4 separate regions of the Anser cygnoides genome follow, and regions 2, 3 and 4 are each linked to region 1. A link is a contact called in public Hi-C data. All regions are on one chromosome and are shown on one strand. Each heading gives the region's core, a stretch centred on a gene start, on an enhancer-like site or on the middle of the called end of the contact. The rest is flanking DNA. Distances are from core to core; before and after follow the strand shown.

What was found. Hi-C and Micro-C count contacts between places; a contact is called where the count stands out from the background.
Region 2: a contact with region 1 is called in a Hi-C map of liver, with 12 times the contacts expected there. The contact joins the promoter of PRDX1 here to the promoter of LOC106033059 in region 1. A contact is called at or near these places in 2 of 7 Hi-C or Micro-C datasets (both in liver).
Region 3: a Hi-C map of liver shows a contact between it and region 1, with 4 times the contacts expected there. The contact joins the promoter of TESK2 here to the promoter of LOC106033059 in region 1. A contact is called at or near these places in 4 of 7 Hi-C or Micro-C datasets (granulosa cells and liver).
Region 4: a Hi-C map of liver shows a contact between it and region 1, with 2.6 times the contacts expected there. The contact joins the promoter of KIF2C here to the promoter of LOC106033059 in region 1. A contact is called at or near these places in 2 of 7 Hi-C or Micro-C datasets (both in liver).

What each region holds. Positions count from the first base shown.
Region 1 is chr8:23,544,294-23,551,295 of Taihu_goose_T2T_genome, reverse strand. LOC106033059 (E3 ubiquitin-protein ligase HECTD3) reads left to right here and starts at 4,384. Exons shown (of 21, transcript XM_067001874.1): 1 at 4,384-4,815; 2 at 5,494-5,654; 3 at 6,328-6,420; 4 at 6,716-6,851. The coding sequence starts at 4,486. UROD (uroporphyrinogen decarboxylase) reads right to left here and starts at 5,192. Exons shown (of 10, transcript XM_013176369.3): 1 at 5,128-5,192; 2 at 3,044-3,156; 3 at 2,880-2,959; 4 at 2,582-2,644; 5 at 2,299-2,496; 6 at 1,900-2,061; 7 at 1,619-1,756; 8 at 1,272-1,372; 9 at 933-999; 10 at 530-807. The coding sequence starts at 5,177. The coding sequence ends at 643.
Region 2 is chr8:23,793,878-23,800,879 of Taihu_goose_T2T_genome, reverse strand. PRDX1 (peroxiredoxin 1) reads left to right here and starts at 4,334. Exons shown (of 6, transcript XM_048058910.2): 1 at 4,334-4,488. AKR1A1 (aldo-keto reductase family 1 member A1) reads right to left here and starts at 642. Exons shown (of 9, transcript XM_067001396.1): 1 at 343-642.
Region 3 is chr8:23,738,287-23,745,288 of Taihu_goose_T2T_genome, reverse strand. It overlaps TESK2 (testis associated actin remodelling kinase 2), which reads left to right and starts at 2,409. Exons shown (of 11, transcript XM_048058966.2): 1 at 2,409-2,622. It overlaps LOC136791353 (a long non-coding RNA gene), which reads left to right. Exons shown (of 2, transcript XR_010833153.1): 2 at 268-1,021.
Region 4 is chr8:23,358,399-23,365,400 of Taihu_goose_T2T_genome, reverse strand. KIF2C (kinesin family member 2C) reads left to right here and starts at 3,333. Exons shown (of 21, transcript XM_048059264.2): 1 at 3,333-3,556; 2 at 3,644-3,738; 3 at 5,730-5,834; 4 at 6,067-6,115. The coding sequence starts at 3,493. It overlaps LOC125182242 (U5 spliceosomal RNA), which reads left to right and starts at 3,046; the gene lies at 3,046-3,160. It overlaps RPS8 (ribosomal protein S8), which reads right to left and starts at 1,551. Exons shown (of 6, transcript XM_067001315.1): 1 at 1,413-1,551; 2 at 570-676; 3 at 100-199. The coding sequence starts at 1,416. LOC136791419 (U5 spliceosomal RNA) reads left to right here and starts at 1,785; the gene lies at 1,785-1,899. It also overlaps LOC125182244 and LOC125182247.

The DNA of each region.
Region 1 (7,002 bases), core at 3,135-5,634:
CAGCAGGACAGTCCCAGAAAGGCTGTAGGAGGGTGAGGAGGGTGATGGCTGTGCTGTCTGCTGCTCTCCCAGCCAGTGCAGCGTGGTGCTGGTGCGGCGAGGGTGCTGTCCCGCAGGTGAATCCTGCTGGGTCTCCCACCCACTCTGGGACACCCTGGATCAGTGTCATGCTGCCCGTTTTCACCTGAGCAGGGCTGTGGCACTGCTCATGCTGAGCTCGGGGCAGCAGCAGGGTGCGAGCCCCAAGCTCCCCGTCTGTGATGCTGCCAGCCTCAGGCACTCCTTCCCTGGCGGGGCTGAGCGCATCCTTAGTGCCAGGAGGTGCCCTCTGTACTCCTGCAGGCACCTGGCACAACACACACAGCCTGACAGCAGCATCGCCCACTTGCCAGGTGCCCCTTGCTTCCCCATCCTGACCCCAGGATGAAGCTCGGTGGTTCCCCTGACCTCTTTGTGCCCCGCTGGCAGCGCTGCTCAGCTTCTCCAGGGCTGGAGATCCCCGTCCCCCCAGCCAGAGCCACGCAGCTCCCACGGAAAAGGTGCTGGTTTAATGCTGCATCCCAGCCTGGAGCAAGCCCCCTGACAACACCGTATTCAGGGCGGCTGTGCCCAAACTGCAGTCCTGTCCCTAAAGCCCTGGGCTCAGCTGTGCTTGTTGATGTGGCGGGAATGAGCATGCACAGCCTCCACAAAGGCACCCACGTGCTCGGGGTTCATGTCGGGGTAGAGGCCGTGGCCCAGGTTGGCAATGTAGCGTTGGGTCCCGAAACCTTCCAGCATCTTCTTCACCAGCTCCCCGATCTTCTCCTGCAGACGCGGTGGGAAACCACGTGTCAGCCCAGGGTACCCCATCCCCATCAGTCCGCATCCAGCCTGGGACGTGAGACGGGGGTCACAGGTGGGGAAACCGAGGCTAGAGGCATACAGCTCACCTTGGGCGCATACAGAGCGCAGGGGTCCAGGTTCCCTTGCAGGGTGACGTCTTTCCCTGTCTGGGCACTGCAGTAAGAAGGAAGCAGGTGAGTTGCTGCATGTGGTGCAGAGACCGGGGGCAGACGGGTGCCTGCAGACCCCACCACGGGGCACGCAGGACCCCTCAGTGCAGCTCCTGGCTGCTGTGAGCACCAGGGCCTGGCTATGCCCACCTCTGGTTTCTCTGAACCAGAAATTTCCAGTCCTGGGATTCAGCAGGGCACCAGGGCAGGCAAAATGGTCAGGGCAGCCAGCCTGGGGTGCAGCGTGGGCACCTGGGTGCTGTGCTGGACTCTTACCGAGCTTCCTGGGGCCGGATGGTCCAGTCGAGACCGACCACCTCGTAGCCAGCTTGGGCCAGGTCACCCAGGGCGTAGTGTGCGTCCTTCGCAAAGATGATCTGGGGAAGGAGGAGACGGGCAGTAACTGGGTAAGGCCCCTCTCCAACAGCTGGAGCGCAGGATGCCAGGAACAGACGCACTGCTACATTGGTGACAGGTACCTAGAGCTGAGTCCCTGCACTGGGACTGGGGGGATTGTCAAGGGATGGGTGCAGCCCTTTGCACTGGTTCCCAGCCTGTTCTTATCCCCTCCCTCCCCTGGCCATGCTCTCACACCACGGACACCTCAGGCAGTTCTGACTCACCATGGGCACCAGCGGCAGCGCCTCTGCTTTCAGCTTGCTCTTCACTCCCCGAGCGATGTCTCGGATGTACGGCAAGGCAAACTCCTGAAACTGCTCTGGGCCCAGGTGCCCCGCGTGCGACTCGAACAGTTGGAGCGCCTGGCAGATACACGGAGCTGGGAGAGCTGCGGGCACCATGCAGTGCCTTGGTCCCTCCTCCTCCCAGAAGCCAGACCCCTTCTGCACCCTGTCCGCAGTCCCTGCCCCCCTGCCCGGACCTGTCCCAACACCCCTGGACATACCTGCGCTCCAGCAGCCACCTGCCCCACCAGGTAGTCGGTGACAACGTCAGCCAGCAGCCGCAGCAGTTGGTGGCTCGCTTCAGGGTGACGGTAGAGCCAGCTCTTGGCCTTGGACATTGTAGTGGAGCCGCCCCCTTCAATCATGTAGGACATAAGCGTCCACTGCGGGAAAGAGGAGCGGAGTGAGGAGGGTGACTAAGATGGAAAACATGCGAGGGGCTGGTAATGGGGTCGGTGTTGAAGACAGACCCCTAAGCAGCAGCAGCAGCTCTGCATTTAGTGTCCCCTACACATGTAGGAGGGCTACGAGCTGGTCCCTGCAGCTCTGGGGGTGCCAGGACCAGAGTCACCCCAGAGGGAAGAGCAGGGAACCCCACCTTGCAGAGCCTCATCACTTACAGGCGCCCCGGAGAAGCCGATGAGGGGCACTTTGCCCTCCAGGCTGTGTCGTGTCAGCGTGATGGCCTGGAAGACGTAACCCAGCTCTGCGGTCACGTCCACCTTCTTCCGTAGTTTCAGCAGATCCTCCACCTCCTTCAGGGGCTCTGGGAATGTGGGTCCTTTGCCAGGGACCATGACAACCTCCATGCCCAGTGCCTGGGAACGGGGGAGAATGGAATAACGGTCCCAGACCCAGCCCCGTTCCCAGCCACTGCTCCCCACCACCAGCCGTGACTCTCACCTGAGGCACCACCAAGATGTCAGAGAAAATGATAGCAGCATCCAGGGGGAATCGTCTGAGGGGCTGTGGATAGCAGAGGGGAAGAGGCAGCATGAGTGAGGGGCTGGGACACACACGTGCAGCAGTGGGGTCCCCAGGATGGGACAGGGCCCTGTCTGATAACCAAGGACCCCTGAGCTAAGATTTGGGCTGCACAACCTACTGGGGCCACCTGGAGGTAAGGGCCAGACCTAAGGTTTCTCCCCATCCCCATTCCAGAGGGGATGGTGGACACACAGCCTCCCCGGGGGACGCTCACCTGTAGCGTCAGCTCACAGCACAACTTGGGGCTCCGGCAAGTGGCAAAGAAATCCTGTGCAGCCCGGGTCTCCCGAAACTCTGCAAGGAACCTGCAGCTGTGACAAGGTGCGTGCTGCCCCCCCCGTCACCGCCCCCCAACCCCTCACGCCGCCACTGACTCACCAGGCAGGTAGCGCCCTGCCTGCCGCATGCACCACACCGGGGTGTGCTCCGTCTCCTCGCCGCGCGCCGCACGCAGGAACGTGTCATTCTTCAGCTTGGGGAAGCCTTTGGGGCTGCAGGAGAAAAAGCAGAGGGGTGTTAGCACCAAAGAGGGGACCGGGTGCCCCGCCAGGACCCTGGGGCTGCAGGTGCAGGGCTGGTGGCTCGTCCCTGCTCCCCGGCCGGTGACTGCAGGGTAGGGGTTTGCACCCAGCTGGGTCCATGGTGACAAACGCTCCCTCCTTGTCACCTCCCAGGGCCTCTTTGGGGGGGACAGCAGGGCCCTCCCTGGGGACAGGCAATGCCCAGCCCCCGGTCTGTGAGATTACGTTATCAGGGGCAGCAGTTGCTCCTGCCTGGGGAGATTTGGGACCAGCAGGGCCCGGGGCACTGGCAGCCCCGCCGCGGGCTGTCCCCAGCCCCTATCTGCGCTGTGCAGCACGGGGATGGCGGCGTGGGGCAGGGTCCCCAGAGCTCCAGGCGCCCGCAGAGCTGGTCACCCCATGTCCCCAACCTCCTCCCGGTGCTGTCACCGCTCCTGAGCTGCAGCCCAGGCTGCCCACGCATGGGGTGGGACAGGGACCCTGCAGGGGACAGCCAGCACCGTCCTGCTCTGACGGGTGGGGGCCGCAGGGACAGATGCTCAGAACCTCCATGGGGGTCCGTGCCGCTCCAGTGTCCCCAGTGAGCCATCTGAGGGCGGGATCGGCTCCCCAGTGCCACACCAGTGTCCCCAGTGCCACAGCAGCGTCCCCTGGGTCATACCACCCCAGTGCCACAACAGTGTCCCCAGTGCCACAGCACTGTCCCCAGGGTCAACCAACACCTCCCCAGTGTCCCCAGTACCACATCACCCCAGTGCCACCCCAGTGTCCCCAGTGCAACCCCAGAGCCCCCAGTGCAGGATCCCAGCTCCACGCACCAGTGTCCCCAGTTCCACACTTGGATCGCACCAGTGTCCCCCACAAGGGACCCCCGGGCCACACCGGCGACCCCCTCACGGGACCTGGAGCGGGCACAGGGGCAGCCCCGCGGGTCCCCGCTACTCACACGAGCCGCTCGCCTCCCTCCATCCTGCGCCGCTTCCCGGCCCGCCCCGCTCGATCCTGCACCGCCCCCCGCCCCGCCTCACGGCCGCCGCCATCTTAGCACCACCCCGCCCCGCCGCCTCCGGCACGGCCGCCGCCATCTTGCCCCGCCCTGTCCCCGTCCGTACGCCGCCATCTTGCCCCGCTCCCCGCCCCTCCGTACGCCGCACGGGCGCCGCCATCTTGCCTCCGTCCTCCCCTCGGGCGCCGCCATCTTGCCCCGGCGGCGGGCGGGGTTTGCCGTAAACCCGCGAGTACCGACCCCCCCCCCCCGCCCTCCTCCTCCCGGTGCCGGTGGCCGGTGCCCGGAGCGCGATGCGTGCGGGCGGGGAGGCTCCGCACCAGGTGCTGGGCCGGCTGCGGTTCCTGCTGCAGTGCAGCGAGTGCTTCCGCCGCGCCCGGGCGCTGCCCGCCGCGCTGTGCTACGTGCCCCGGGAGGTGCAGTACAAGATCTGCAAGGACCCCGCCGCCGCCGCCGCCGCCGCCGCCGCCCGCAGCCTGCTCAGCGTCTGGGACAGCCCGGGGCCGGCGCGGGGCGGCAAGCGGGCGGCGCGGGCCACCATCGAGGTGCGGAAGGGCGGCTGCCTCCGCGCCACCGGCGAGGAGTACTGCAACGGCGCCGGGCTCTGGGTGAAGCTCAGCAAGGTAACGGAGAGGGCACCGGACCCCCCTTTGCCTCCCCCGCCCTCTATCCCCGCCGAGCCCTCCCCGGGGTGCCCCTCCGGGACCGGGAGGCCGCTCCGCCCTGCCCCGCCCTGCCCTGCCCGCGGAGGGGCCCGGCCGCCCCCCCCCGGCCGCCCCCGGTCACCCCCTGTCACCGCCGGGTGCCTCCTGCCGCCCCCACCGCCACCCCCTGGCACCCACCCCCCCCCATGTTTCCCTCCTGCTGCCCCCCCGTCCCCCTCCAGCCCAGCACACCACACCCCGCAGCCCAGATCCTTTGGGCACAGGACGCACCGCCCTCCTCCTGCCCCGGGTCCAGGCCTCAGCCACGACCCGAGGATCATTTTCCTACTCCTGCAGGAAAACAGGGTGTGGGCAGGGCGTCTGGGGGGTCTGCCACAGCACCTCGGGGCCCTACATGCAACAGTGAACACGCCTCTGGTGGCCAGGGCTGTAGCAGGGTCACGGTGGTGCCTGTCTGAACACAGGCAGTGTTTCTGAGCAGGACAGGCTCGGGGGGTTTATTTAAACCTTTGACAGATTCCCCATCCCTTGGGGTCTACAGCATCTTGGTGTGCGTTGCCTGTCTTCTCCCCTCTGCCTCTGTCCCGTGGTTGAGCCCGGGATGGAGATCCCAACAGAATGCGTTTTCCCATGCAGGAGCAGCTGGAAGAGTACAAGAGTGGCTGTGATCTGGAGGAAGGCTGGGTCCTGGTGTGCAAGCACGCAGAAGGAGGGGACAGGCTGGTCCCGGTCGAGTCCACGGAGAGGATCCAGAGGCAGCAGCAGCTGTTTGGGGTTGATTACAAACCTGTGATCAGGTACGGAGCTGTGGCTCACATCCTCTCTTCTCTGTATGTCACGATAACTGACATGGCTCCCTGGGCGGCTTCAGAAGCACACATGCAGCATCTTGCTTTCCTGGCATCTTGGAAGGGTGCAACATGCAGGAAATGTCAAAATCCCCCTGCAGACCCTGACTTAGAAAAGAAATCAAGATTTTGCTGCCCACAGTGAGGAGCTGGAGAGGTGTTAAACCTTAGGTCTCTGTATTTTAGAGTCTTCAGCTTGTTAATGTGAACCTGCTGTCTTCATTTGATGTCTCATTTTCCTTGCATGGAAGAGAGCAGTGAAGCTTTCATCCAGCTATGTCCTGCTGCTTGAGATTTTGTTGTATTGTCCCTCAGCCCTTTCTGCTCTGGACTGTAAAGCCCCAGCCCACTTGGCCACTTCTTACATTAAAATGAGGTAATAGGGAGTCCAGATAAGGAGTTACCCAGTTTTGCTTGGTCACGATGCTTGTTACCCACACAGCTGGGTGTGGACTGGCAGAAGTAAGGATGCTCTGAACAGAAATGGCATCTGATGAGACCTAATATGATGGAGGAAGGAGTGTGGTGGGGCTTTAAATTCATGTCTTCCCCTTCCAGCTACTTCTCAACCACCTGCTCCTTTCCCTTGGGATTCTCTCACTCCTTTTCCATCTCGTTTCAGATGGGAGCAAGTGGTGGATCTGACATATTCCCTGCGCCTGGGAGCGAAACCCAAGCCCATGGAGCAGGATGAGGCCGCAGTAGAGAGGCTTCGGTACGAGCTGTTTCGCAGTGCGTGCATGCTTCAGCTGTGGGTGGGTGCAAGCCACCGTCTCTCCCTGGCTGCTCAGACAGCCATCTCTTGTCAGCTGGGGAGTGGGGGAAGACAAGCAGTGGGGAAGCAAAGGGGAGCAGGGCTCAGCACAGTTCCTACTACTGAACCAGAAAGCAGGGTGAGACCAAGGCAAGCAGGACATGGAGCTGCATTCCCTGACCTATTCACCTGGCAGGAGTCACTGCAGCCTTGCTGTCCTTGTGTCTCCAGACTGCTGACCGCTTTGCCCTGGTAGGTTTGTGCCCCCGACATGGACTTACGAATGCGATGAAGACCTGGTGCATTTCTTGTATGATCATATTGGGAAAGAGGACGAGAACTTGGGCAGCGTCAAGCAGTATGTGGACAGCATCGATGTCTCATCCTACACGGTGAGTAGCGTGTGGGGAAAAGGAGCAAGGCTGCATCAGCCCTGCTGTGCCGTTGGGGTAGGGAGCGTGCATGGTGTTCCGCCCTGCTCTGAGTTGGTCTGGTCTGTGTTTGAGGATATGGGAGGGACGGCGTAGTTCCAGAGGGGAGTGT
Region 2 (7,002 bases), core at 3,085-5,584, 250 kb before region 1:
GCTCTTTTTGGAAGGGCAAAAACAAAAATTAACATCAAAGCAACGTAATCCCTGACAAGTAAGACGCGGCTTTGAGTTCACAACGCCCACCCTCCTACCGCCACGCTCACAGGGAAGAGCGGAGCTCGGGCTAACAGGCAGCGTTAGCAGCCTGCCTGGGAGGATGCATCAGCGCTCAGAGAGGCGCCCACACACACCACACCTGTCCGCCAAGCCACAGCCCATCCTCAGCCCACAGCAACGAGCCGTGCACCCGTAAAACGCGCATTAAATTAACGCGTGCGGGCATACCGAAGCCCAAGCAGGGGCAGCGGCTGCTCCTGCCCGCAGCTCTGCACTCACCACACGCCGCCAGCCGCTGCTGCTCGCCCCGGTGGCTCCGTCCCTCGATGTTTCCGCTTCCGGAGGCGGGCAGCGGGCCCCGGTGGCTCCGTCCCGTGGCCGGTGCCCTGCGGGAAGGGCTCGGGGTCAGCCCCGCTCCTCACGGCTCCATCGGGACCGCGGAGCGCTGAGGGGGCCGGCGCGGCGGGCGGGCGAGGAAATGGCGGGCCCGCCTCACGGCTGCTGGGGCCTCCGCGCTCGGGTCGGAGGTTGTCCGCGGAAGGCTGTGTTCCTGCGAGAAGGGAAACGGCGTTTTCTCTGCTTTATGTGCAGCCCTAAATAGCAGGAATCAAGGGAATGCGCAGTTAGGCTTGTCCGGCCCTAGCTATTGTGCCAAAAGGTGTGTGGAGAAGTGGTGGCTCCTGAGGAGACCGAGCAGGTGTGCAGGAATGCACCTCCTCACTGGCACAAAAACTAAGGCTGTACAAGAAGATCAAATGTGCCATTAAAGCAGTTATTTCAGGACAGGGATCTGGGTGCAGCCAGCCAGGCACCGCTTTTGGAGGTAACAGAACTGTGCCAGTGACTGAGACGAAAACTCAAGGCTGGTGGGATGTGTACCTCATTATAACCACACCTAAAGAAAGCTGTAACCAGCTTTGTCTTTAACTTCAGGCCTCCATTTATAAAGTATGTAAATACAAAGATTTTTTTAACATTGTGTCAGCAATTAGGGAAAGTACATATCTGACAAGGCTTCGAAGAGCCTCCTGTTTATATTTCCAGAAAGATCATCCTGCCGCAGACTCTTTCATTGCTGTTCTGATTTCAGCTGCTCAGGAGGTTTATAGGCACAAAGGTTAATTAATCTCTTGGGCGTTCACATGACCAGATTTTTCTGTGGTGTAGCCTGTTCTGACAAAACGCAGGAACGTAGAAAGAGAGCACATGGAAAACACAAGGCAATAAAAATGACAGGAAATACAAAATTGTGAAGAGGAAAGAATAAAGGAGAAGGAAAAACTGCTGGGTTTGATTTATTTTTGGAGCCCTTGCCAATCAAAAATCCCATTGGAAATCAGCAATCTTAATGAAATAGAAAATGCCTGATTTATATTAATGTCACATATGAAAACTTAAACCTTAGTTTCCAATGATGTAACGGGGAGTAAAGGGAAAAGGTAAGGAAGAGTGAAATGTTTTGTCATCAAAAAGTAGTGATTATCCAGACATACAGTAATGAAGTTTCTTCATAAAAAGGTGTGTAAGAAGGAAGAGGTTATGCAGGACATTTTGACCTAGAAACATAGTCTTCACTTGAGCAAAGCAATGAAAACCAAATATGTGCCCTGTATATTTAAATGATATGTAATTGTTTTCATTAAAACTACTGTGCACCAGCTGTTTAAGCATAAATGCCCCAGGGCCTGGGAACATCTCAGTTGTTGACTTTTGAGTTGTCTTTTTGCATATGTTATATTGAAATGTCCTCACGTGGTCAGGACTTCACTCTTACTATGTCCCTGACGGCAATGTGTGTATACAGTAAGTTCAGTATGTTCGGGATTCAGCTGGCTTTCTGCATGTGCAGAGATCAGCTCTACAGAACATACACGATGATGTCCCAATGTGCTGGCTTTAGAGGGCATTCAGGGATTTTCTCTGCTGCAGAACTGACTTTTATCTTCTTGGGGGGCATGCCCAGGGCAGCCACCACCCAAGCCCAGCTCCCAGTACTGTTCTGGCTAGATTCATCTTACTCCTGGATACACTTATATAAAAAACTCAAATTCTGCCCCAACAAAATAGATGGAAACTCAGATGTGGTTGTGTCCTGAAATAGGACCAATGCCTTTATTTTTACAGTTCTCGGCACACCAAGGTCCAATTACTAACCAAGATGTCTGGGAGATACTGTGATCAAAAAGATAGATGTAAAATCTGTTGCAGTTACTGATTTGGAAATCTTTGGGTAGCTTCAGTGCTCCAACATGGCAGGGCCAGCCATCTCTGCTTTGCTAATGCATAGACTACTTATTATGGCCATAGCCGTATGGATGGGCGCAAAGTGGCTCCTGATGCTCTGTGCTAATCAGGTATGGGCTGATCCTGTCTAGCAGCTATTTTAACAGAGCACAACATCAGGGCTAATCCAGAGCAGAGCGTGGAGAAACAAAGTGTCCTCCCAGCACCTGTTTGGGTAGACATGCCCTTTCCTTCTTGAAAAACTACTATTTTTTTTTTTTTTTCTAAATAGCATCATGTACCTAAATACCGAAACAGGCCACAGAAACCTATCTGCTCACTGAACAAGGAGCAGCCCTGACAATTTCTCTCTCCCAAACATCCAGAAACTGATGTTTGGAAAGATTAGTTCAGAAACTAATCAAAAAATAATGAGGCCATGGACATATGAATGGAAATGCAATGCTAAAGGCACAAACCCGGAACAAACTGCATTGCAGTAGCTAAGCAAAATGGGTATGTTATGCATCTGAAAGTGTGAGAAATGAGCATAGCAAGCACTGAAACCATGAGAAAGTCATTACTGCGTTGTCCACTGGTTAATATGCTAGAGTTGCAGGGAGACTACATTCTTGTAGAGGTATTAATTAGGACAGCCTGACCTTTCAGGGGTTAACCTGTTCACAGGTACATGGCCTGAGCTGATACCAAGTTATATACACATCTCAATTTATAGACCCCAATTGTCCTCAAAATATTGATATTAAGAAAGTGACAAACTTCTTTCTTGAAAAGATTAAGCATGCTGTAACAACAGAAATAGCAGTAGATATATTATTTGAATTAAGGTGAGCTCTTTTTTTTTTTATTGAGCACACATATTAATGTTACATTGCTTTTATTATTTGAGGGAGTAACTTCATCTGGTACTGAAACCAGTCATCTCTTGGGTGATTCACTACACAGGTATAGTCACCCAGCAACACTGCACATTGTTGTAGATTGTAAACAATTAAAGTTTGCTAATCCTTTGTGGTTTTCTCCTCATTACAATTTATAATCAAGTTTTAACCGGTATAAGAAACACAACTGTAAAATGGAAGACAGACAAGGAGTAAAAATCAGTTGGTAAACAAGTTTATCACTTTTGACTAAAGTGAGCAGTTTTGTCATTGACCCTTTTGTCATGGGCCCTTTATAGCCTTTAGCATTCATTATTTAATAAAACTTTTATGTGTACACTCAGGTTTTGGTCCTCAATCAAAAAGTAAAAGGACTGTTTCAGCTCTCTTGGATGCAAACACGATGCACGTGGGAATTCACTCAGGCTAAACATCCCTCAGAGAGGCTTCACAGAACTCTCTGAAATGAGTGAGTGTGTTGACCAAGAGTTTCCATCCTAACCCCGAAGCTTCGAGGTTACAGTTAATGGAGTTTTCAGCTTTTTTCATGACTTGTATGACTTGGATCGGTCTTGCCATTAACAGGGAAGTATCACTGGAAGCCCCGAGAATTAGAACCAGGTTGAGGAGGCGGTTGATAATACAGGGGAAGAAGATAGAAGATTTGACCCCGCACCTATACAATACTGCGAACGCATTTTGCTTTGTTGAAAAGGTCAGATTTTATTGATGTTGAAGTCAATGGCAAACTCCCATTCACCTAAACGGCATGCCAGCCACGTCTCACTTTTCCTCAACACCCAGTGCATTCTCTGCTTCTCTTATGTCTCCTAACAATTACGACTTGCTTCTACTGAGGTATTAAAAAGCCACTTCTTGCAGCGAGCCACCTGAATCACCTTCTGAATATCCCCACACCGAGCATTCCCCCGGCACCTCCCAGGACGCTATCCAACCACCTCCATTTATTCATATATATATATATTTTTCTGCTTTCAGCAGCCGGGGGCCGTGTCCCCGCTCAGATAAGGCTATCAAGCGGGGGGAGCCGGCCAGCATTGTGCCGAGTCATGCTGCCCTTGCAAGCCTCCCGCTCGGCCCCGGCGGCCCGTGAGGGGCGGGCGGAGGCCGTGAGGGGAGGCCGGGCGGAGGGCGGGAAGGAGGCCGGGAGGGCCTCGCCCGTCTCCTCGCGAGATCGGGGCCGCTATAAAGCGGCGGGGCGGCGGGGGCTGCCGCATTCGCGGCTTCCTGCTGGGGTCGGGCCTGGTTCGGGGTCTCGTCGAGCTGAGGAGGTCTTTTGGTGAGTGCTGGGGGAGCTGCGTGGGGCTGCGCTTGCAGCGACTGGGGTGGTCGTGATTTTTTTTTTTTCGGAGGGAGTTTTTTTTCCTTTTTTTTTCCTTTTTTTTTTTTAATTTGGTTTTGTTCTCCCCTCCCCCTCTGCGCAGATGGGGTCGCTTTCTTCATCTCTTCCCTTTTTTCTTCTCCCTTTTCCCTCCCCCTCCTTCTAACGGAGGGATGGCAAGGACCTCCCCCGCCCCCCTCACCGCCGGTGCTGGGCTCGGCCGCTGCCTCCCGTCCCCGCTCCGCAGTCGCTCCGGAGTCACTCCGGAGCCCGCCCTACGCGAAGCGGCGTCGGGCGGTGTGCGAGCAGCCGGCTGCGGCGTGCTGCAGCCCGGCGGGTCGGTCTCCTCTGACCGCAGCTCGGAGGCTTTAACCGCAGTGCTGGGGGTAGCGGGGAGGAAGGCTGGGGTGTTGTGCAACGGCCTTAGGTGTCCTAAAGGTATGAATTCTTCGCTAGAGCGCAGGCCTGGCTTGGTGTAACTGCAATTTAAAGATAATTGAGGCTGCGCCGTAGCTGTGAGCAACTGGAAGGTGCTCTGAGTCCATTAAACTGCGCTGCATTTGCAGCGCCTGCTCGCCTTTCCTCTCGAGGGAAAGGAACTGCCGTGCTGAGGCTGTGGTCTGTGCCTCTGCGGGTTAGGAAACGCTGCGGCTAAAATCCAGGCAGAAGGTGGGAATGCGTGCTGCTCTCGCCAAGAAGAGCAGGCGGCGGCAGGTTGCAGTGGAAAGCAGTTGGATTGCAGTGCAATGCAACTAAACCTCCTAATCTGATGTTAAAGACCTTCGAGTTACCTAAAAAGGGGACAATAACCCCCTGCTTTAGAAAGGAGAAGTGCCAGAGAGCAGTCTGACAGTGTTTATTTGACACTGAATCCCCAGTAATACACTCCAGGGACTGTCGGTGGAACAAATATAGAAGGATTGGCATCGTACTGAGTAAAAGGATGACCTTGAGCTTGAGTACTGTAAAATAATGTAATTCAGTGACGAACTGTGGGGTCATGCACTCCGGATAAAACACAGGTATTGTTCAGAAGACAAAATTCATTAGTTGGCAGTATCTCAGAGAAATATTGTGCAATGGTTGTCCCCTTGTCCCCTCTCACAGAACTGCAGTTTCAGGATTGTATCTGTATTCATGGCTACGTGAAGAGTTCAGAGGGTTTATTAATGTCATCCTACTAGGCTGTTTCAGTACAATCTTATGAATGCCTGGCAGTTTTGGCCACCATCATTCATAAGATTACTTCCTAGCCTGCTGAATTTGAAGACAAATCCCTTGGATGAACACAGGGATGAAGAAGAGCTTGCTTGTGGCACAAGGCAGTTAGAAACACTGAGTAAGGTGGTGCTTTTCAAACCAAACTGAGGTAGCAGGTTATTGTTTCTGTATTCTCAGGGTGTGTAGGAGGAGCCTTCAAATGTAAAACTTATAATGAAAAGGTTCTAAACTGATAAGTTTAAATTTGACTGAAAGGTAAATACTTCTTACAGCTTCTGGACTAGTTCTCCAGAAAGTATGTGGCAAGGAGGAAGGAGCCAAGAAGTAAGGTGTTTCTGACCTGTTCTGGAATGGACTTTGTGCCTTGCAGGCAGAATTTATAAAGATCTTTGAATCTTACCTTTCTTTAGCGATATGAGACTCGTACTAACCTTACAGAGGTTTGTATCTCCAAGTCAGCTAGTGCCTGTACAGTATATAGAATGTCTTCAGTGAGATCACGTCAAAAAGACTGAGCCAAAGAAACAAGGTTCACAAGCTGTCTGAAAAATTATGCTCTGAAAGTGAAAGTAACTGGAATTCAAGAAGTGATGCACAAATTCTGCATTCCCAGACAGAGCAAAAATACTCTCCAGGACATGTTGCAAATGACTTGGTGTTAGGCCAGGCAGCCAGAAGTTAAGCTCTGTTGTCCTTGTGTACCCTCTTACTCTTTTTTAGTAGACTGAAGTATTCAGGGGGAACAACCTGGCCTTACTGGTTTAAGACATGGTGAAATTTTACTTGCTAACATAAAATGTGATTACCAAGTATACCATGAGTCTTCTGTTCACAAATGAAACAAGGTGGCTTTGTTTGCAAGGCTAAAGTGTAATTATGTAGAGAACTTCTCCATTGTTATCTTGGGAGATGAACAAAACCCTGCTTGAATAACCAAGAAAAGGTTTGAGGTCTTAAATTCTCTTGTAAACTTAAAAAAGGGTTTCCTCATCAAAAGGTAGGAAGAGATTCTCTAACTTACCTAATTAGTGGAACTAGAAGTCTTACTGACTACTGCTAAAACTCGAGAAGGCTAGCTCTTTTCTGTAATAAGCTGTTACTAGTCAAAGATAACAATTACTTTTCATTAGGAGACTAATGAGCTGTAGATCTCAGTGTTAGGCATCTGCTTAGTACCTTGGTTTGGATACCTGACTACCCAGGTAACAAACTTGAAACTAATCTTACTCTTAAGCCTTGTGTTGCAAGACC
Region 3 (7,002 bases), core at 1,160-3,659, 200 kb before region 1:
CCGAGAAAGCAGTGGAGCAAACCGCAAGCCACAGAGCTGCTTTTTGGCATAGCTGATCTCCGCGTGGGGCAGCCAGCCCAGGGCAGGGGGAGGAGAGAGGAATACCTGCTCGGAGCTGAGCTTCCTGCCCTGTTCCCAGGCTGTGCGACCCTTCGATGCAAGAGAGAGGTGATTAGATCGAAGTACACCGCAACATCCGCAAGACTTTTCCTTTGATATGTCCCTTTGAAGTGTCTTTTAATACGACGTTCATTTTTCTCTCTCCAGGAAACAGAAGGAGACTAAAAAAGCCACCCATCTTCTCCAGATATTGAAGCTACGGATTTGTTGGGTATTTCTGCCAGCTGCAAGGAAGGACAGGGGGACTTTCTTAGACAAAGTTTCTGCTGTTGCTGTACATGCACATGTGGTCATCAGCAAAACCCATTCTTTTCCGCTTTCAAAACACAAGCGTTGCCTTTGAGATAAGGTGGTAGCAGTGTTCATAAGACTATCCCATCTCCCAGGCCTTCTCAAAACATGGATTGTTTGTGATATAAATCACAGGACCTCATGCAGTGTTATGCGTTTCCAGTTGCGATTTAACTTTACTGAATCACACTGGCATATATTAATGCTGCAACTTTGCGCCAGCCCATGAGATAAATGTTTATTTATTGCTTATTACCAATAAGACATTTGTAGACCGAAAGCAGAAGCAACTAGTATCTTGTCTGGAAAGCAGGAAAGAGATGAAATTTATGACAGGGAATTGGGGAAAGATGATTCACTTGCTTTAGTTCTGCGATTAGATCCCAAAAGGAGAAGTAATAAAAACCTGCCACCAGATGTCATCTTGCAGCTAACTAATAGCTTCCAACACAGCCAGGACTAGGGGCACAGGGAGATGAAACTGGAAGGCACTGATACTTAAACAGGGTGCAGAGCAGCAGGGACAGCTGCGCTCTGACTTAGAGAATGGCCAAGGAAACCGAGATATTTCGGCGTGTGCTGCGTGAAGTCTTTTCAACTGGCTTGGTCAAACCCCAGCAAAATGTAAAGAGCTGAAATTTAACTCTAAATAATAAGTCCTAAAAGATTGGTCTTACTGAAAAGCCCCATTCTGGAGCTCAGTTCTCCTGGAGTGTCAGAGAGCAGACTGACAGATCCGAGTAGTTCCACCTGTTCAGTCACAGATTAAAATATGATGGATATGCTAATCATTGTTTAATGGCTTAATTACAAAAGCTTCACTGCACCCTGTGCTTGAGCTGTCATTAGAATAGACATTTGCACATACTTGGTATTTAGCATTTGGGAGTGTGGGAAAATCACTGTTAGCAAGGGAAATCCAGGAGGAAAATGAAACAAATGATCAAAAAAAAAAAAAAGACTATCTTTTTTTCCACACAAAGCACTTTTAATCTGTTACCTGTGCAGAATTACTTTTATTTTTTTATTTTTTATTTTTTCAGTTAAACTTACAGAGAACATCTCACTGTAAATTTGGGTGGAAATTCTAAGACTAAATTCAGTCGGTAAAACGCAGATTAGGGATTTTATCCCAGCTGTAAGAGTAAAACTCTGTTCACTGTTATCTGTAGAACTGGTGCTGATGTTTCCAACACGAAAGTCCCCCGAGCGTGTTTTGGATCAAGCTGAAAAGCTTAGATACAAAATTAATGATGAAGGGTAATGAGAAAACAGGACATATTGCTAATATCGCAAGGTTGAGCACCGCGTTCTTGTCTGAGAACATTTTCGGTTATAATTCCTGCAGTTTGAATTGCTTGGGATTCGTTTTTTTGAATACAATACTCTACAACAGATGAACTTTTTTATTTATTTTTTATTTTTTGAGTTTCAGTAAAAATAGCTCAGATATTGCCAAGGATGAGGTCAGGGAAGAAAACATCAGTTTGGGTTAAACGCCGGGGCAGGAGGAGGCCGTGAGGCGCCAGGGCAATGGAAACCCCCCCTGCCCCGTGCCCAGGCCGCGGGGCCTCCATGAGCACCTGGGCCCGCTGACAGCTTCACGCCCACCGCTGCCTATAAACACGCGGGGATTGGCTCTCCTGCCCGTCCGTCAGAACGTGCGCCGCGCTCTTACTGGCTAACTCTCTTATTTATAACCCGCCCTCAAAGGCTGGCCAATGAGAGTGAGGCGCCCCTAGCAACGCCCCTCTCTCTTTCCTGCCGCTGGCTCCCGCTATCGTCCTGGGAGTTGTCATCCCTGCTCCCGTTGGCCGAGCTGCCTGCTTCTCAAGCTCCCCTCAGCCAATTAGAAAAGGGCACTCACGTGGATTACCTGCGAACCCCTCCGCGCCTGCCTTCCCCTCCTCCATTGGCCGCACCCCGCCGTCCATCAACCCTCTCCGGACTCCGATTGGTTACGCGGGAGGGCGGTGGGTGTCGGGGTGCCGCCCCGGCTCTGGGGGCGGCTCAGTGGCGGTGGCGGTGGCGGCGGAGGCGGACGCAGAGGGAGGAGCCGCGACGCTCCCTGGCCCCCGGGTCCCGCAGCCGGGCTCGCTCCTCACATGGGGCCCCCTCGCCTCCCCTCGGCGGGCCGCTGAGGAGCCGGGCAGGCCGCCATGACAGCCCCCGTCGGCCGCAGGCCCCGCTGGCGCCGCCGCCGCTGCTCAGGTAACGGCCGGGGGCGGCCCCGCAGCTCCGCGGGGGGTGCCTGGGCAGGGTGGCGGCGGGGGAGGCCTGGCTCCGGGGCGCTGCCCCGTGAGGAGGCGTGAGAGGAGGCTGAGGGTTGGGGGGGAGCTGCCCGGGGGCCTGCAGGGTCCGGGTGGGTCGCCGCGTTGAGGGGGGAGCTGCCCTGCTCTGAGGTGGGGGGCTCGCCCCTGGGGTCCCCTGACAGGAGGTGCCTGGGGAGCTGGAAGCTGAGCCTTCGGGAGCACCGCGCTGAGTTCTAGTCACGTTTATGGCCTCCTAAAAACCCTTACAGCTGATGTCGAGGCTGGCTTTTGGGCAGCCTTCGTGCTCCAGATGAAATAATTTCTTCAAAACTAACCTTCTAGTAGGGATCGGAGGCGTAGGGTGTCTTCGTGGGCTGCAAAATCACCAGATGCACAGTTCCACGGGGTTAGTGAGGCGGTGGAATTTACAGCCGAAGATAAGGTGTTTTACGAGGAGCTCTGATATGCCCAGTGGGTTAGTCGTAAGGGTTTCTATTTAGTCATCAACTCTGGAAATTATTGTTGCATGCTGCGTTCTGACAGGCCAATAAAAGTGTCATTTTTGGACTTGTGCAGGACTGCACTGTGCAGCTGTAGACACGGCTGTGTTACTTTGTTGTCCATTTTGTTTTGTTTTCACATAAAACTTGTACACAGAGCACGATTAGCTAGAACTGAAAGTACCTGGGTGTGCTCCTGTACCTGCTGCCAAGTGTCTGCCCTCCTGCGTTGGGTTTTCTGTTTTTATTCCCCCCCTCGCTTAGATCTTTCCCGCTCTTCTGTTAGGATGAACAGCTGGCGGTGGGAGCGGAGCAGAAGACAGGGACAGGCTGTGGAAGGAGAAAACTGGTGCAAATGCAGTGTTCTGGTGGTGTGGGCCTGTTGTAACCGAGCTGTACCCTCCACGTTCGTACGTGTGCTTTTGCCATTGTGATTCTTTATGCAAGTGACTTTGCAAACGCATGAAAGAAATGCAGGGCTAAGGGAGAGGGATGTTGCTTCTGTGCCTGCTGCAGGAAAGAGTGAAGCTTGTGGTTCCCTCGCGTCATAGGTTTCCTTTTTTTCCTGTAGCCAAAAACCATGCATTTGCACAATGGCAACGCTTCTTATTTTATCCTTGTAGCGTGGTATCTTGCAGCCTGGTACAAAAAAAGTGCTCTTCTAGGCAAGATCGAAAATGATCAACATTTATAATTATTATTTTTTTTTTAGCCATTTTCCTCCTTATTAGCTCCTTAGTGTATTCATTTCATGTTGTGTATTTATCAGTAAGTACATCTGATAATCAGCCGCTGTGTCCTGGTGGCTCCATCTGTTGTCTGCTGCCAAGTCCTCTTTTTGACTTAGTTAGTAAGCTTCTTTTCATATGGCCCTGTCACTTTTTCTTAAGTTGAACACATTTCTGGTAGTGGCTAGGCCACTTTTTTATGTGGTTGTCCCCTCGCCTGCACTGGAGAGCTGTGACAGCGTTTGCAACCAGCAGGGGATTTGCTTGAAATAACTTTGCTTTTGAAGCCCGACTTCATACACTCCGGGTCTGTGGCTCACAGCTGTGAGCTATAGATTTCCTCTCGGTACCCGAGGTGCTTCAGGTTGATGTGTAAATACCACTGGTGTCTCCAATAACACAGCAGCAGATTTGGGATGCCCCGTTCTCCAAAAGGTCACAGAGGAGTTATCAGGGACCCTGTTACTGTTGTGTTTGTGCTGCCAGTACCTGGCGTAGACACGGTACTGGGTGTCTTAGGGAGGCTTGAACCCAGGAACACGGGCTGGAGCTTCAGCTGTATTCGAATGATGCATTTTAAATATCTGTGGTGATTACACTTTTAGATGGAAGGTGCAAATGCTGTCTGTCTTTTGTGATGCCGTATAAATCATCAGTCAGATATGAAACCCAGCCTGCTTTCTTTAGTTTCACCCCGCTTTCAAGCATTCTTGTTCTCTCTCCTCGCCTTTGCCGTGCTGGGTTTTCTCGCCGGCTGCACCGAAACAACGGAGAGTTGCTTCCTGCCTGCCGTGAGAACCCTGCAGACAGCTCTCAGCCCTCAGCTATAAACCTGGCGGGGCGGCTGGGGGGATCCCTTGATTACAGAGGTGTTAAAATAGAAAGGCTTCGATTCCCTTTGTTTTGGTCGGGAGCTAAGCAAACGTCAGCCTGCTGCTTCTTGGCGTCTTTACCAAGCCCTGTAGAAGCATAGGGAAGGCCACTGCCTTCGGGATGTCGTGCAATTTTCATGTTTTCTTAGGCAAACAGAATATATTAAGGTTGTCTGTTTGAAGCAGCAGCTGTGTACTGTGTGTGATCTACCTGAGTGTGATGGTTTGACTCTGCCACTACGTTAGAGGCTGCCCTGTGCGTTGGTGTGACTACAGCCAGGCGAGGAGACAAACAGATTTTTGCAAGGCCCGTCTGTACAGGTTCACTTTTGTTTTTTATTTGGACTCGAGAAGCTGTTGGCAATTCCTTACTGTGGGCATAAGGATCGAGTGGTTTTTTTTTTGTTGTTTGTATGTTTTCCAATTATCTGCCTTCTCAGTGTGTGCCAGGCTTTATGCCCGTGCTTTATACGAGTATTTTTAAACCTACAGCGTTGGTCTCAAAGCCCAGGCTTTGCAGTAAGTTAATGTCTCGTCTCTTTCTGGTTTCAAACTTGGCTGCAGTCACAAAATAAGTGAACTGTTTGTTTCAGCTCAGCCTCTTGCGAGGTTTGTTTGCATTACAAAACCGTGGTGCGGCTTAGCAGGCTCCCAGTTTCTGGGCTGGTGTCGCCGTCCCTGGGCTAAGGCAGGTCTCTCCTGCGTAGTGCCACCCCTAGCCGTGTGAGGTATATGTTGTGGAGGTGCTGGTCAGAGCTAAGAACTATCCCCAGCAGGGGAGAGGCGATTAAAGCAAAATATTACCGAAATGAAAGTAGGAAATGTTGGGGTTTTCACGTTCAAGTGTCGTGTTGTGACTAAGACGTAAGGCTGGACCCGGTGACTTCCCCCAATAAGCAGGCAGAAAAGATTTCAGCCTCAGGATGAGCTGGGCCAAGCGCAGTGCGAGCCCTGGTGCTGGTAGCTACCCTGTCTGTAAATATTTGATGTTACCTTTCTCCCAAAGACAGGAAGCCAAGTTAGGGACAAACCAAATACCTTTCCTCTGTTAGGACAGTGAATTACTGCAGTTAGGAACTGTGGAGAGCTTGGCTCTCCTTACCTATTTAGTTTGATTTCTTATGTTTTGCTCCCCCCTTTTTTCCCCTCTCCTCCAGGCTAATGACCTCAAAGTCAATTCAGTCTCTGGAAGATTTTGTTCTTTACGATCCTTTGAAGCTTTTCTGAAATTTGCAAGTTACTAGAGGGAGTTCTCCCCCCTCGCCTCCCAGCTATGCTGTTGAGTGGCACTTGCCAGCATAATTCCTCCCTGTTTTTGTAGTGCTGGGCTTTTAAACTCCATCAGACTATGGGTTTAAATAGTTAACTCTTGGCAAATGTCTTATGTCAAAGCTTTGGCATCTTGCTCTTCAGAAAACCTTTTCAAATTAATAACATGCATCCACCAGATTTATGGCTTTCCAGGCTGAATGCCTAGCGACAGTCTTCTGTGTCTAAAAATGGTTGTTGTTAGGGCCATCTTTTAGGAAACTTTGACTTTTAAGTGCAAATATGCACGTGTTATGAAGATACCGGGGACAAAAAAAAGTGTCGGTAATGAGTTGAAACCGTTTTGGAGGGATCTTGTTTTGCACCCTGAGGCATTAAAGGGATGCTGCTGAAGCTGAGAAGCTCGCTCTGTTTTTATGTCTACGAACGGTATGAAATGCTAAGCACTGGCTAATGTATCTCACTTGTTCATTCTGCGTTGATGTGCGGGATATAACTTGATGTGCTGTTGTGGGGTTTCCATCTTCACATGTTTTCAGGCTTAGACATTGGGTTTGTAAGTCAACCCCCTCATTAACCAAGTAAATGCTGGTAGTATTTGTAGTCAGTTCCACAACTCAAAACCCAATGTGTTCATGCAGCGGAGAAACTGATCTTAATGTACTCTTAACTTGGCTTGTTTGTTTCTTGCTTCAAGGTTTGTTTTTAGACCGAGAAATTAAAATGTGGTAGAGTATGAAACCTACAATTGTGCTTTTCAGCAATATAGCGAATGGATGAGCGGGGCAGGTTCCGCGTTTTGACAAATGTGTTTCTAAAACATCTTGGCTTGGCAGAGTGGGGTGCATTTTTGTTGTGGTAAGGATGTCAAAAAAAGCGGTCTGGAAGCTGGAAAATTTATCGGGAAATGTTTTTAGAGTGCTCGGTGTCTTTTCTTAGCTGGTCCTTGAGCACAGCTGAAGAATCTTTG
Region 4 (7,002 bases), core at 2,084-4,583, 180 kb after region 1:
AGCCTAGAAAGCTGTGCACCACCCCTCTACTCTGTAGCTGTATTGGAGATCAACGTGTGTGGAAGGTTTCTGAACGCATCAGGGTTATAACGTACTTACATTCGGATCCCCAGGAGAAGTTGCCGACATCCAGGCGAAGGGCACGGTATTTCTTGTTGCCACCACGAACCCTCACTGTGTGAATTCGGCGCGGACCGATCTACATCGGAAACAAACCCCAGTGAGGTTGGCGCTGGCATGCTGCACGGCACGCACACAGGAGCCCAGCCGAACTCCGAACCCAAGGCAATGTGGTCAGTGTAACTATGACAAACCCCAGCATCGGCAGATGCAGAAAGCGACCAAAACGGTCTGTTGCATCCGCCTAAGGTGAGAATTTCATCACTCCAATTGCCTCTTACTGCAAAAACCTATCACTGCTTCCCACAGGCATAAAGAAAAAAGCCATCTTTTATAAAAGCAGTGACAGATATCTAATCACTCACAATGTATTTTTAAGCCTCTGGAAGCACACAATCATCAAATCGAATTTGAAAAAAATCACTGACTATCCTCCCCAAGCCACCCACCTTAGTGTTGGCTGGCGGCCGCCCCAACTCATACTTCCTCTTCTTGTGGTAGGGCTTCCTCTTGCCCCCAGTCTTGCGACGCTTATGCCAGTTGTCCCTGGAGATACCTGAATGGAGAGCAGCGCGGTCAGAAGATGGCATGGATCCCACCTGGCCATGGCTGGGCGAGGGTCTGAGTCCTCAGCTCTCCAAGGTTGGTATCCGCACAGTGCACTCAGCCTTATGCAGCAGTTAGAGATGCTTCATCATTGAAACTCAGAGCCTCCTCGACCTCCTCTCCCCCAGCACATCTGGGGAAGGCAGCCTCCCTCCCTCCCTCCCTCCCGCAGCTCTGCAGGGACCACCCCAGCCCTCTGCAGGAAGCAACCTCATGAATTAGCTTACAGGACCCTACAGGAAGGGCCCGCCTCACGCTGCTAAGCCCCCTGTAACACGTACCTTATGCTATGCGCTGGATCTTGCAGCTCCTTAGGAATGGATCCCCTCCCCACCTGACTGACGGGCCCTATGGGGTACACCCCCACTCAACCCTCCCTTCTCCAACTGAGCCCCCAAAAGGCGCTGCCTCCTGGGTAACGAGCCCCCCCATCACCCCCCCCCTTCATCCGCAGGGCCCCCTACAGCAGCCTCCCTGTCCCCCCCCCCCGCCGCCATGTTGGGCCCGGCCTCCCTCCCCTCCTCCCCCCGCCAGCCGCTCGGCGCTGCGGCAGCCGCCCCCGATGGCGGTCAGCGGGGCCCGGCGGCACCCCCGGCTGCCCCCCGGGACGGATGGCTGCAGGCGGCGGCAGCGCGGCGGGCAGATGGCGGCGGATGGCGGTCGGGCCTGGTGGCAGCCCCACTCACCCATGGTGCGGCCCTGGCGCAAAGAGGCGGCGCGGAGGCTCACGGGGCGGTTTGGCGCAGCGAGCTCTCGCGAGAGGCAGTGACGTCATCGCGCCGCGGCCGTGTGCTGTTGCTAGGCGACGCGGCGGTGGTGACGGCGGAGGCCAGAGGGCTGATTTGCATACCCATGGTGCACCGCGCGGCGCCGCCCGGTTCTGCCGGCTCCGGTGTCGTTTCCGCCGCTCTCGCGGGGTCGCTCGGGGCCGGGAGCGGGGCTGAGAGGTGGGGAAAGGGTGGAGGGAGCGAGACCGGGGGGAGACGGGAGAACGGTTTATCGCCGTGAGCTAGAGAGCGGCGGGCGGTGCTGGGGTCGGGCCTGGGAGAGCGATAATTATACTCTGGTTTCTCTTCAGATCGTATAAATCTTTCGCCTTTTACTAAAGATTTCCGTGGAGAGGAACAAGCACGAGTGTCGTGGAATTTTTTGAGGCTCTGCTTCGGCAGAGCTGCCCTTACTTGGTCAAAAACAGACAAAATAACGTTTTTCTTCGCACGTTTAGGGAAGCGCACCACCCCAAGTCGTGTTGAACTGCACCGCTATGGCCTCCGCCCATCTACCCAACCTGCCCAGGTCCCTCTGCAGGGCCCTCCTGCCCTCCAACACCTCCCCCCAAAGCCTTCCTACCCCCCGTCAGATCGACGCTGCTGTGAGAGGCAGAGCTGCGTTTCTGCAACAGAAGGTGGTTTTGCAGTGGAAAATCCCCCTAACCTGGCGTATTCAAAAGTGACTGTAGGGCATAGCAGTTGGGAGTATGCTAAGCAGATAAGGGGAAGGTCCTGCTGTCCCAAAATGAGGGGGATGGCTGAGGAAAACAGGACGAGCAGTGTGAAATCAGTAGAAACAAAAATCAAGGGCCCTTTAGTCACGAGAGAAGAGGGGAAAAAAAAAAAAGAAAAGAAAAGGAGAAAAGAAAAGAAAAGAAAAGAAAAGAAAAGAAAAGAAAAGAAAAGAAAAGAAAAGAAAAGAAAAGAAAAGAAAAGAAAAGAAAAGAAAAGAAGGAGAAATTAACGGTTGGTCAAATAAAATTGTACATGTATTGTATAGAAGCGCGTCGAGTAGGTTGTGAACCTGTAGCGCTCAGCGCATGAGGAAACAGGGAGGAATCAGGTGTCGGGTAACGGGGAGTACGAGGTTATGGTAAACTTTTACTGTGCGCTCATCCCTGCAGGACGCCCGCCATTGCAACCACGAATAAAATATCTCCGCAGAGGGTCCTGCCTGAAGAAAATCACTGAGAGTCTCCTCTCGCTTCCCCCCAGCTTGGTGCCTTACCGCGGTGCGCCCAGCCCCTCACCCCAGCCCCCAGCACCGCCCCCGGGCAGCGCCGTGCTGGCGGTACCCGGCACTCGCGGCCCCGCCCCCAGGCCCTGCTCATTTGCATACCCGTGGTGCACCGCGCGGCGCCGCCCGCTTCCCGCCCGCTCCGGTCCCGTTTCCGCAGCTCCCGCGGGGCCGCTCGGGGCCGGGAGCGGGACCGGAGGGCGGGGAGGGGATGGGGGGAGCGGGGTCGGGGGGAGGCGGGGCGGGGCGGGCGGCGCCGTGAGCTGGGGGGCGGCGGGCGGCGCTGGGGTCGGGCCGGGGGGTTTAGTCGTTATACTCTGGTTTCTCTTCAGATCGTATAAATCTTTCGCCTTTTACTAAAGATTTCCGTGGAGAGGAACAAGCACGAGTGTCGTGGAATTTTTCGAGGCTCTGCTTCGGCAGAGCTGCCCTTACTTGGTCAAAAACAGATTTAAAAAAACACTTTTTAGCCCAAATTAATCGTACCCTTCTCGCTTCCCGAACTCGCTCGGCTTCCGCTTACACTTCCGCAGCTCGTCCCTGCGCTACAGAGGGCTCACTGCGCACGCGCAGATCCCCCCCCACCCGCCGCTGCCGAACTACACCTCCCGTCGTGCCCTGCCGCGCGCGGAGCACGCTGGGAATTGTAGTCCCGCGGCACGCCGCCTCCCGGTAGGCCCCGCGGCACGCCGGGCGCGCGGCGTTTAAATCGGCGGCGGTTGGGCGGGCCTGCCTCTCGCTGTCCTCACCGCCAGCACCATGGACCCCCGGCTGTACCGGCACGTCTGCCCCGGCCGCGTCGTCAATATCCAGCGCAGCAACGGTGCGGGGGGGGGGGGGGGGGGTGAGCGGGGGGGTGTGAGGGGGGTGACCGTGGGGTGACCGTGGGGGTGACCGTGCTCTCTTCCAGGCCTGATCCACAAGGCGACGGTGAGGACGGTGAACGTGGAGAGGTCCCTGGTGTCGGTGGAGTGGTCCGAGGGGGGCACCGTCAAGGGCAAGGAGGTGAGGCCGGGCCCCGCGTTGCTGCGTGGGGTTTCTCGTTCTTTACCTCAAAAACGTCCCCGTGCGTCTCAGCCGCAGCCGGCTCCTGCGGTGCTGTCTCTGCCCTTGGATGCGTAATGCTTCTCCCAGGCTGTTACAGATAACCCAGCTGCCCTGTGCTGATTTTGGGGGTTATCTGTAAATAAACACCCCCAGGTAAGGTACACAAAAGGTGGGGATGCTGTGACCGCAGCTGGGCAGCGCCAAGAGGGCTCCTGGCCTTGCAGGGTACCGGGGGCTGCTCACCGTGCTGCTGGTGGGTGGCTTTCAGTGCCCCCACAGCCCTGGTTTTCCCAGCTCTGTGGTTATCTGTCGGCTTTTGGTGCCTCTGGCAATGCCCTTCGAGCTTTCCTGAAGACTCTGTAGCTGTACGATAAACATGTTATTGTTTGATACTTTGGTGTGTATTGTTTATAGCCTGGTGTTATAACACTAGCCCTGGTGGACCTGGAGGGATTTGTAACCTCCACAAGACAGCCCTTGAAGTCTTAACTGTGACGCAGCTTCATCCCCCTTTCTCTGGGGCACAACGTACTGAGAGGCCTCCAGCTGTATCTCTAGTGCCCTGCTCTCTGATTCCACTGTGCCTTCCTTCTCAGGGAACCCTATCTCCTCCTTAAAGTTACTGACTTTTCTTTCTCTGTAACAAGAACCTTGTGCGGAGCAATGTCTCAGAACAGACAAGGAGCTAACCACGGTTTTGGGCTAGAGTCCAGGTAACAACGGCACTGCTGGATTTGAATCGCTCTTGGCCAGTGCTAGTCCAAAATGTCCCAGTTCAGCGTAGAGAAAAGGGTGTGTGGGGCCCTGCTGGTGGAACCGCCGTGTTTCCCTGGCGTGATTGAGGTTGTACTGAAAGCCTGATGCTTAAATTCTCCTTTGGTGAATGAGCAAACATGCTGTTCTTGGCAGTTTCTCTGGGAATGTAGGTATTACAGGGTCTCCGAAGAGGCTGTTCTTACATGCTGCTAGTGTTTACAATACTGTCCACATACACTTACTTCTGAGGTAATTAATTTTTCTGATTAGATACATACAGACTTTATATAAATCAAGTCTTAAAGTTTATTTCTCTTATGTTAGAATATGGTATCTCCAGGGGTGTGAGTGGTTTTTGCTCTTTTTTATATGGACCCTTCTTTTATCAAAGTAAGCTAAAATTTAATTGAGAACTGGATAACTTCAAGTGGTGCTTGTATTATTGCTTTGACGTTAGGTGAATTCCAGTGCAAGCTGCTGTGACACCAGAGTTATTTTTGTGTATACGTGCTTTCAAGCTCTTCTGCAGGGTTAGGTTTGGCAAAACTGAAACAAGCGAGGTGGTGCCTTTTGTGCTCGTGCCTGCCCTTGGCCGCCTGCCCCATGGTCGCTGCCCTGCGTCTGGGTGCTGCGGAATGCTGAGGAGGCAGGATTATGACTTCACTGGAAGGTCAGGCAGGAGGTGGCAGCTGGTCCTAGGTAAAATCACTTGCAATTGCCGGAGAAAATGCAGGTGAATTGACTTTCGGATTAAATGCTGAATCCCTTGTTTCCAAGGTTTAAGTAGCTCTCTGAAGTTTATTTCAGTAAGCGCAGTCACGCAGTAAACTCTTAATGCTCTCCTAGCACAGAAGTCATGGAGATTTACTAAGATTAGCTGTAAGAGATTAAAGCAGTTGATGCCAAATGTGCTTTGCCTATCTCCTCAGAAGTCTTCTATGGCACCTGCAGAGCTGCGCGGTGTTTGGCAGATGAGGGTAAATGGCATAACTTGCTCATTTCTTCTAGTGCAATTGGACATATGAGACTCTTCAAATGGAATATGAACTATTGCCTTGCACCTTGAAGCTAGAAGGCTACTTTAACTTAATATTTGGCAAGCAGTCAGTCAGGTTTGTTTGCCTGTACTGAAAATCAACATGTAAAAAACTGCTGTAGGTGGTAGCAGCAATATTTTACCTTTGCTCTTGCAGATTGAGATTGATGATGTGATAACAATAAATCCTGAGTTAACAGAGGAACTACATGCTGCAGATGTGAAAGAGAACCTCCCTTTGCAAGAGAATGTAACTGTACAGGTAAGCGTTTTAGTCTCTCCAAAGGTACTAACGTGTCAGCAGCAGCATGCTTTAGACCAGATCTTTTTATAAATGATACTGTCAGCCTTACAAGTCAGAGACCTCATGCTTTGTGTTCTGTCTCACTGTTAGACTTTGGTCAGAAATCCTTCTTGTATTAACGTTGTTTTGTAGTGCTGTGCTAGGTATTTATGGCTTACTGTGGTGACTAACAGCACTCATTGTTTTCCAGAAACAGAAGCGTAGAACAACCCTTTCAAAAATTCCTGCTCCACGGGAAGGTGAGAAAATATTTCCTTTCCTCTTCAAAACAGTGGTGACCCTCCATTGTAGCCATGTTATTCCAGTTTAGTGCCTCATAACGCTGCTTGTTCAGGCAATGCTAAAAAGAGCATACCTGTTCATACCAACACTCTCGAGTCCTGAGTGCAGAACTTCTGCCAACAAATTGCCCTCCTGTTCCTGTGAGCTCAGGTTTGTTGACACGTTGCCCTTTTCTTCAGTATTGCTGTAGTTATTCCTTGACACTGCTTTAAATGTCACTAGGAAGTTCCTGCTGCAGTGAGGTTTAAAGTTTTGTATGGGATTTTGCAAATGCCACAAACAACAAAAGGTAAGTGACAGTTATTAAGACAAAAAGGTGTCAAAATGAGAATGGAAAGGGCAAGGAAGAAATAGCAGTGTCAAATGGATGTCTCCTCTTCAAATAGTCCCCGTAGACAATAACATGAGCTTTATTCCTGGACACATTTCAGACTAGGCAGCCAAAATGCAAGCTGGTGTGCCATAGCTCAGTGACTTAGTGTCAGTACAGTGTTTTGAGCAGAGCCAGAAGAGGAGACAGATGTGAAAGTGTGGGATTGCTAAGGAGTTGTTTTTCTTGAGGTGCTGGGAATTAGGAAACTCCCACGTTTTTTTTAACCTTTTTATCTTTTTAGTTGACTCTTGCTTTTGAGTTGCAAGTGACAGCATTAAAGGTCTATTTGTAATGTACTCAAGTGATGTTGAGGTCGAAGGGTTGCAGATTTAATAACTCTTAATGTACATAGCTGGACAGAACTTACCCTTTTACATGAGCTGTGAATGGTTGCATTTGTCTGGCCTTTTTTGTTGTATGTGCTGCAAGACAGGGAAACTGGAATCAAAAGACAACAAATCTACAAATCCC